2 separate regions of the Arachis hypogaea genome follow, and region 2 is linked to region 1. A link is a contact called in public Hi-C data. All regions are on one chromosome and are shown on one strand. The core of a region is the stretch at or near the end of the contact, and the rest is flanking DNA. Distances in the headings are between cores, read along the strand shown. Region 1 has its middle 8.5 kb from the start of LOC112726588. Region 2 holds the start of LOC112726592.

Region 1 (3,200 bases), core at 325-2,824:
AGATTCAATCTTAATATCTGAATTTGATCTTGACTATTTTTTTGGTCGAGAATGTCTGAATTTGATTTTATTATTATTATTATTATGGAATAGACAGTTTCTAATTTTAAACATCACAAATTGATAGATACATTTAAGGATTGAAAAATTATAAGAAACAATCCTCGTATAAACTAACATAAGTCAACTCTATTATAATTTAAATTTTATAAATAAATAAAAATTTAAAAATTAAAATTCAAAATTCAAAAAAGATTCTTTCTATATTTATTTTAATCACATTTATAATACACAATAAAAACAATCCATAAAAAATCTAATCCTTTTCTATTCATTTGAAAACAGTCGAATCTCTCCCTCCTTAAACCTACCGTGTCCACGCAATTTTGACGACGTCGCCCACCGACTACCGTCGTGTCTTTCGTCGCGCTGCGCGGCCTCTTTCACGCGTCCCGTCACCATCCTTCTTTCGTCGACGCCGTCGTCCACCGTCCCGACGCATCTGCACCGCCACGGCCCCCATCTGTTGCGACGTAGCCACGGCCAGTCTCCCATTCACGACGCGCGATCAACTACTCTGATCCATGGCGACTCCTCCACTCGCGATGCGCGGCCTCCTTGGCTTCCTCTTCGCAACGCGCTACCACGAGTCTCCCACCGCACACGCAACCCCGTCCAAAATGTCGTCGCCGGTCACTCTACAGCTCTTCTTCTTCTCCTCTCCTATTTGGTTTTGAATGATTCTTTTAACTAGTTTTTTATGTTTTTTTTCTTAAATTTCGGATGATTCTTTTTCCTATGTTCTGTATTTTTTTCTTAGGATTTGGATAATTCTTTTTCCTATGTTTTGTATGTCTTTTTTTTTTAGGATTTGGATAATTCTTTATCTTATATTTTGGTGTTTTTTTTTTTGGAGTTTGAACGTTTTTTTTAAAGAAAAATTAGGATTTACGTAATAAATAATAAAAGATGAATTAAAGTAAAAAAAGATAATTAATAATCATTAATTTTGTATTTAAAAAAAATAAAATTTAAATAATTAATAATTAATGACAATTAATTAATATAAAATATAGTTTAAATATACTTGTTGATTTTTTTTTGGTTTCCACTGTATCCCCCAATCCGACAAATATACTTATTGATTTATTATTAGTTATACTCCTCTTAGTTCCCTGGCAGAATTCTTATGGATTTTATCAACTATTTGACTATTGTCAAAGTTCAAACCTAAGTGCAATATATTAAGATGTATCATATTTTGCTACTCAATCAAAGCTTCAATTGCATCTGACCTTGATTTTTTTTTTTTTTTTGGTGTACATGCATCTGACGTTGATTTTGAGGCCACCGGTTATCGAATGTTTCTGTTGGGGTTCTTTTCGGACTGGCTGTTGGGTTTTGAATTCAGAGTTTAAAGAATCAAAATGTTTTTTCTTTACATATTTATCAGCATAAACTAATTTTATTCTTTTGGGCTATCTTTTATTGGATACAATTAGTTTAGGCTATTTCTTCTACAAACGTGAAAACCTTTTCTGTTAGTTCATAGGACTATGGGCCCAATGGATTTTCACTTTGACCCAAATTTGGAACGTAGAAAGTTACAACATAGTTGGAGACAGCCTCTAGTTTTGGAGGCAGCCTAATACAGTAATACTAATTTATTATGTCTTTAAAAATATACATTAAAATTATATATATATATATATATATATATATATATATATATATATATATTAAATTTCAGTTAGAGATAACATAGTTATATTTATTATATGTAAGAGAAATTTGTTAAAAAGCAAATGTTCTACTCATGTTATTTACTAGTTTAACATGTGTCGAGTCTTATAATTTAAAATTTAAATACCTATTTTCAAATTTCTACTCTCCTGTTTGTTGTAAACTCTACAAATTTAATAAAATATTTTATTAAATAAATAAATTATTATTTAAAAAAATTAAAATAATCAATTTTTATAATTTAGAGAAGTAGAAATATTAAAAAAATGAATTTTGACACTAATTTTAAAGATTTTGATCTAAAATCAAACCGAATCAGTTGGACCGATCCCAAACTGACCTACCTTATAAACTAAGCAGCAAGCTTTATTTTTCCCTCGTTTCACTCTTGGGCACGCAAAGAAGAGAGAAATCACGTTGAGAAAATCTAACCCCTTTCCAAAAATTCAATCGTCGAAACTTTCAATATGGAGTTTCAATTGACGAGCTGTCAGCGGCCATGTGTTCGTCTCAGAATTCTCTTTAATTCTATTCGAATAAAGTGGTAAAAAAATTTTATATCTCACCCAATTCTTTTCCTCCTCAATTTCGAGATTTTTGAGTTTCGATACTGAGAAATTAAATAATTTTGATGGTTTAGGTGAACTCTAGTAGCGGATAATCATTGAGTTTTGCCCAATTGAATCTGTGGGTAAGATAAGAAACTGTTGAACCGTTGTGAATCATTGAGTGAGTGAACCCTATGATGATTATAGTGATATTGTGTGAAATAGACTGTGTTCTGGTTAATTTGGAGTTTAATTGGGCGATTTGGAACAAAATCCAGGTAATTAGGCTTGAGGATTGACGTTTGAAAGGTTGGAGCTTGTGAAAGGAGGGGTTTTTGAGGTGTTTCGAGCTTCGAAAGGAATCGGTCAAGGTATGATTTTGCTTTCTCGTAGTTAATATTTAATGTCACGTGAAAACTTAGACTATAAGACCTTAAGATAGGAATTGACTGAATGAATTACTGATGGATTGTTTATATGGTATACGATGTGTGATTCGGTTTTTGTAAATAATTTGTTATTGGAGTTGGTTGATTTTGGAAAAAGATTTAATATTGGAATTAGTTCGATTTTGAAATAATTTGATACTAGAAATGATTTAAATGACTGAGAGGTGTTTGGTTTGGTGGTTGAGACCCTTAAGGGGTGGCAAAAGTATGAGTTTTAGAGAAGATACTGTCGAAATTTTTTTTATGGAAATTGGAGGTTTTGTTTGAAGTGGTTATTTAGAAAGATTTGGGTTTAAGGATTTTATGATTTGATTTTGAGTTATTAAGAAACGATTACATTTTAAGTTTGATTTATTTAGAAAAGAATGAATTAAGTTTTGAGTATGAATTTTTGATGAATGATGATGACATTGAGACTAACTGTTGACCTTCTGCTGCAAGATGTGATTGGACACTTTAA
Region 2 (3,200 bases), core at 374-2,873, 120 kb before region 1:
TAGTAAAATAAAAAAATTTAATATAATTTTATATATTAATAAATATTCAAAATTATTATTATTTTCTATTATTGTTTATTTAAATTTTAAAAATTATTTTACTAAATATATTCATTATCGCTTATGTTTATTAGAAATTAGTTTTAATTTAATTTACCATTTATAAATTTTATAATTTTAAAAAATCATCTTGTAAAAATAAATTTTTATAAATTACTTGAAAAAAAATTAAATATTTAATCAAAGAATTTGGTTAAAACGAACAATGTTTACCAAATCAAAACCAAACTTTTCTTTTTCTTTTTTTTTTTTTAAATATTGAAACCTTTTACTTTTTGCAACACCTCACTCATCTTGTTTTTTTGTCTGTCGGTGAAAAGTGGGTCCTCTTTCTAAAGCAAAGGTAAACAATGGATACAAGTACCCCGCCCCATGAATGAATAGAAAACAAGTTCAGCATTATTAGCGTAATGAGACATGTTGACCGTGAATCATGATCCCCCTATATCATCGTTGACCAAAATCTAATTAATTTGTATCTTATAATTGCCATTTGCCTTCACAAAATAAAGGATGATCATAATGCATGCTATAAGACAAATGCTAAGATGCTCCCAATCAAGAAAAAAGGTGCTCTCAAATATTTTATTTATATCTTATTAGCACCTTAATATTAGATGCTAAGAATATAATAAAACAGAAGAAATATTTAAAAAATAATAAAATCAGCCTAAATTAATCTAAACTTGTCTATTTTATATTTATTAATTACTTCTAAAATAAATGTATAATATCAGATATAATAAATATATAAAATTATAGATATTAAATTTAATAAAATAATTTAGATTATTATCTCCTTAATATTACTGTAACAAAAATACAATAATAACTAAACAAAATAATTAATGACATGTTAGTTATAAATAACATACAATAACGCGTTTTCTCAGTCCAAAATCATTTAAAAAGATCTATAACTTATTAGGAGCTATTAATATTCAGAGTTAAGACATTATATTATTATTTAGAAAATATTGAGACATCATAAAGAATCACATATACATATGAATAGTTAAAAAATTATTTTATCATTAATAAAATTATTTAAAATTTTAAAAGTAATTATCTTAGTATTTAAACATAAAATTATTATAAGATATGAACAATGTAAACAACAGATTGTATTTCAGACGCATTAACCATTCAAAATAAAAATTATATCTAATTAATTCAAAATTTAATTTTTAAAATTAAAATTAATTTTTTTTAACCAATCATTTAAGTTATTCAAAAAAAAAATATTGTTCCCTATATTTTCTCTTATATCTAACAGATAAATGTAATGAAAATATATCATACTTTATCATACAATATCTAACAAAATTGCATCAAAAGCATATCTAAAAAATCTTAGTTATTTGACATCAATGATCTTCAAGCTAAGAATGTTTTTCTCATATATAATAATTAACTCCTAATATAAACAATGGTGCTAAAGAAACAATTGCCATAAATTACTTCCTTAATGATGCAAGTGGGGCCACCCCACTATAAAAGCCAACTTATTGTCACCATATACATCCAATTTCCTTCATATAAGTAATCTAGTTCTTGATCACAAACAAGAAAAGTATTTGATCCCTTTTTGTGTCGGTTAGTCAAACAAGAAAGAAACCCTCAAGAAACCTCCTTCAATAGTTCAATTCCTTCTCTCCCTCACCATTCCAAATCCTTTATTTAATCAAAACCTCATATTAAGATCACATCAACAAATATCCACCATCTCAAAAAAAAAAAAAAAATTGATCTTCTCCCAAAAAAAAAAAAGAAAATGGGGAATTGTGTGTTCAAAGGGTTGCAAAATGGTGTATTGGAGGACATGAAGGTGAAAGTAGTGACTTCAAATGGTGGAATCATGGAGCTATACTCTCCCATCACAGTTGAATGCATAACAAACGAGTTTCCGGGCCATGGCATTTTTCGCAGGTATCATAACATGATATCAGAGCCTCTATCAAACGGCGAAGAACTCCATGGCGGCCAAATCTACTACCTCCTACCTCTAAACCCAACATTATTATCTTCATCAAGCAAAAGGGTACCTATAACCGAAACCAATAATCCCAACATAACACCATATAGAATGTCCACGTGTGAAAAGAACACAAACCCTAACCCTAACAATAACAAGAACACATGGTGGGAACCTCATGAGGTTCTTCCTAGGTACAACAACACGGGTGTGTGGAAGGTGAAGCTTGTAATAAGCCCCGAGAAGCTGTCGGAGATTCTTGCACAAGATTCTAGGACCGAGGCGTTGATTGAGAGTGTGAGGACGGTGGCAAAGTGCGGCAGCGGCGTTGCGCCGTCGTCGTCGATGACTAACTCCGATCAATGGAGCGTGTGTAGTAGCAGTTGTAAAGGTTCTACGTTTGGTGTGGATAGTTAAAATTTAGCTTTACCTTTTTCAGTTTTTTTTTTTAATTATTGTTATTATTGTTTAATAACCCTAATTATTGTCTACTTTATTTGCTTCTGTAGATGATAAATATTAGCTTTTGATTTTTTTCTTCATTTCTTTTTTAGGTAAAAAAATTTTTGTTTGTAGTATCTAAATATGTAGTGGACTCTTATTATTAATTTGATTTTAAAAATATAAAAATATTTAATAACAAAAAATTAACCAAATTTATTTTATTTAATATTTATTAATTTAAAAATTAATAAATATTAAATAAAATAAATTTAGACTGTATTAATTGATTTTTTATGATTTTTTTAAATTAAAAATAATTCCCATTTCTTGTTCAATATAATCACTTGGTGTAAACAAAACAAACTATCGTGTATGTGCTCTGTTATTCACTTATTCGTATTTAATTCGAATATTATTGGTGAATCATAATTATATTTATCTAGTTATTTAATTTATTAGGTCTTATATATTCAATAAGGGAAATAATAATGTACAGATGCAAGTATTTAAAGATTTACAGATATTCTCATTAGAAGAAAGTAGTGGCAACACGTGTCTATGAGGCATGAGAGTGGGAGCAGCGTGAAATTATGCAAAACCTACCAGAGAGCCGAGAGCTTCTTAGCTGGAATGGTATATGGCTCCGTTTGGTTTTAAATTTTTTTTTGGACAATGCCCAAATAGATATTTGGACCACTGCATGCCATTACCTTTGCAATGA

The links. Hi-C and Micro-C count contacts between places; a contact is called where the count stands out from the background.
Region 2: a Hi-C map of leaf shows a contact between it and region 1, with 2.0 times the contacts expected there. The contact joins the promoter of LOC112726592 here to the enhancer-like site in region 1. A contact is called at or near these places in 2 of 8 Hi-C or Micro-C datasets (both in leaf).

Annotation. Positions count from the first base shown.
Region 1 is chr12:6,327,830-6,331,029 of arahy.Tifrunner.gnm2.J5K5, reverse strand. No RefSeq gene overlaps it. Among protein-coding and RNA genes, the nearest start is that of LOC112726588, 8.5 kb to the right of the region's middle. Within about 2 kb of position 1,574, at least 3 of the 3 cell types and tissues checked have open chromatin away from gene starts, as enhancers often do.
Region 2 is chr12:6,447,228-6,450,427 of arahy.Tifrunner.gnm2.J5K5, reverse strand. It overlaps LOC112726592, which reads left to right and starts at 1,623. Exons shown (of 1, transcript XM_025776034.3): 1 at 1,623-2,577. The coding sequence starts at 1,835. The coding sequence ends at 2,452.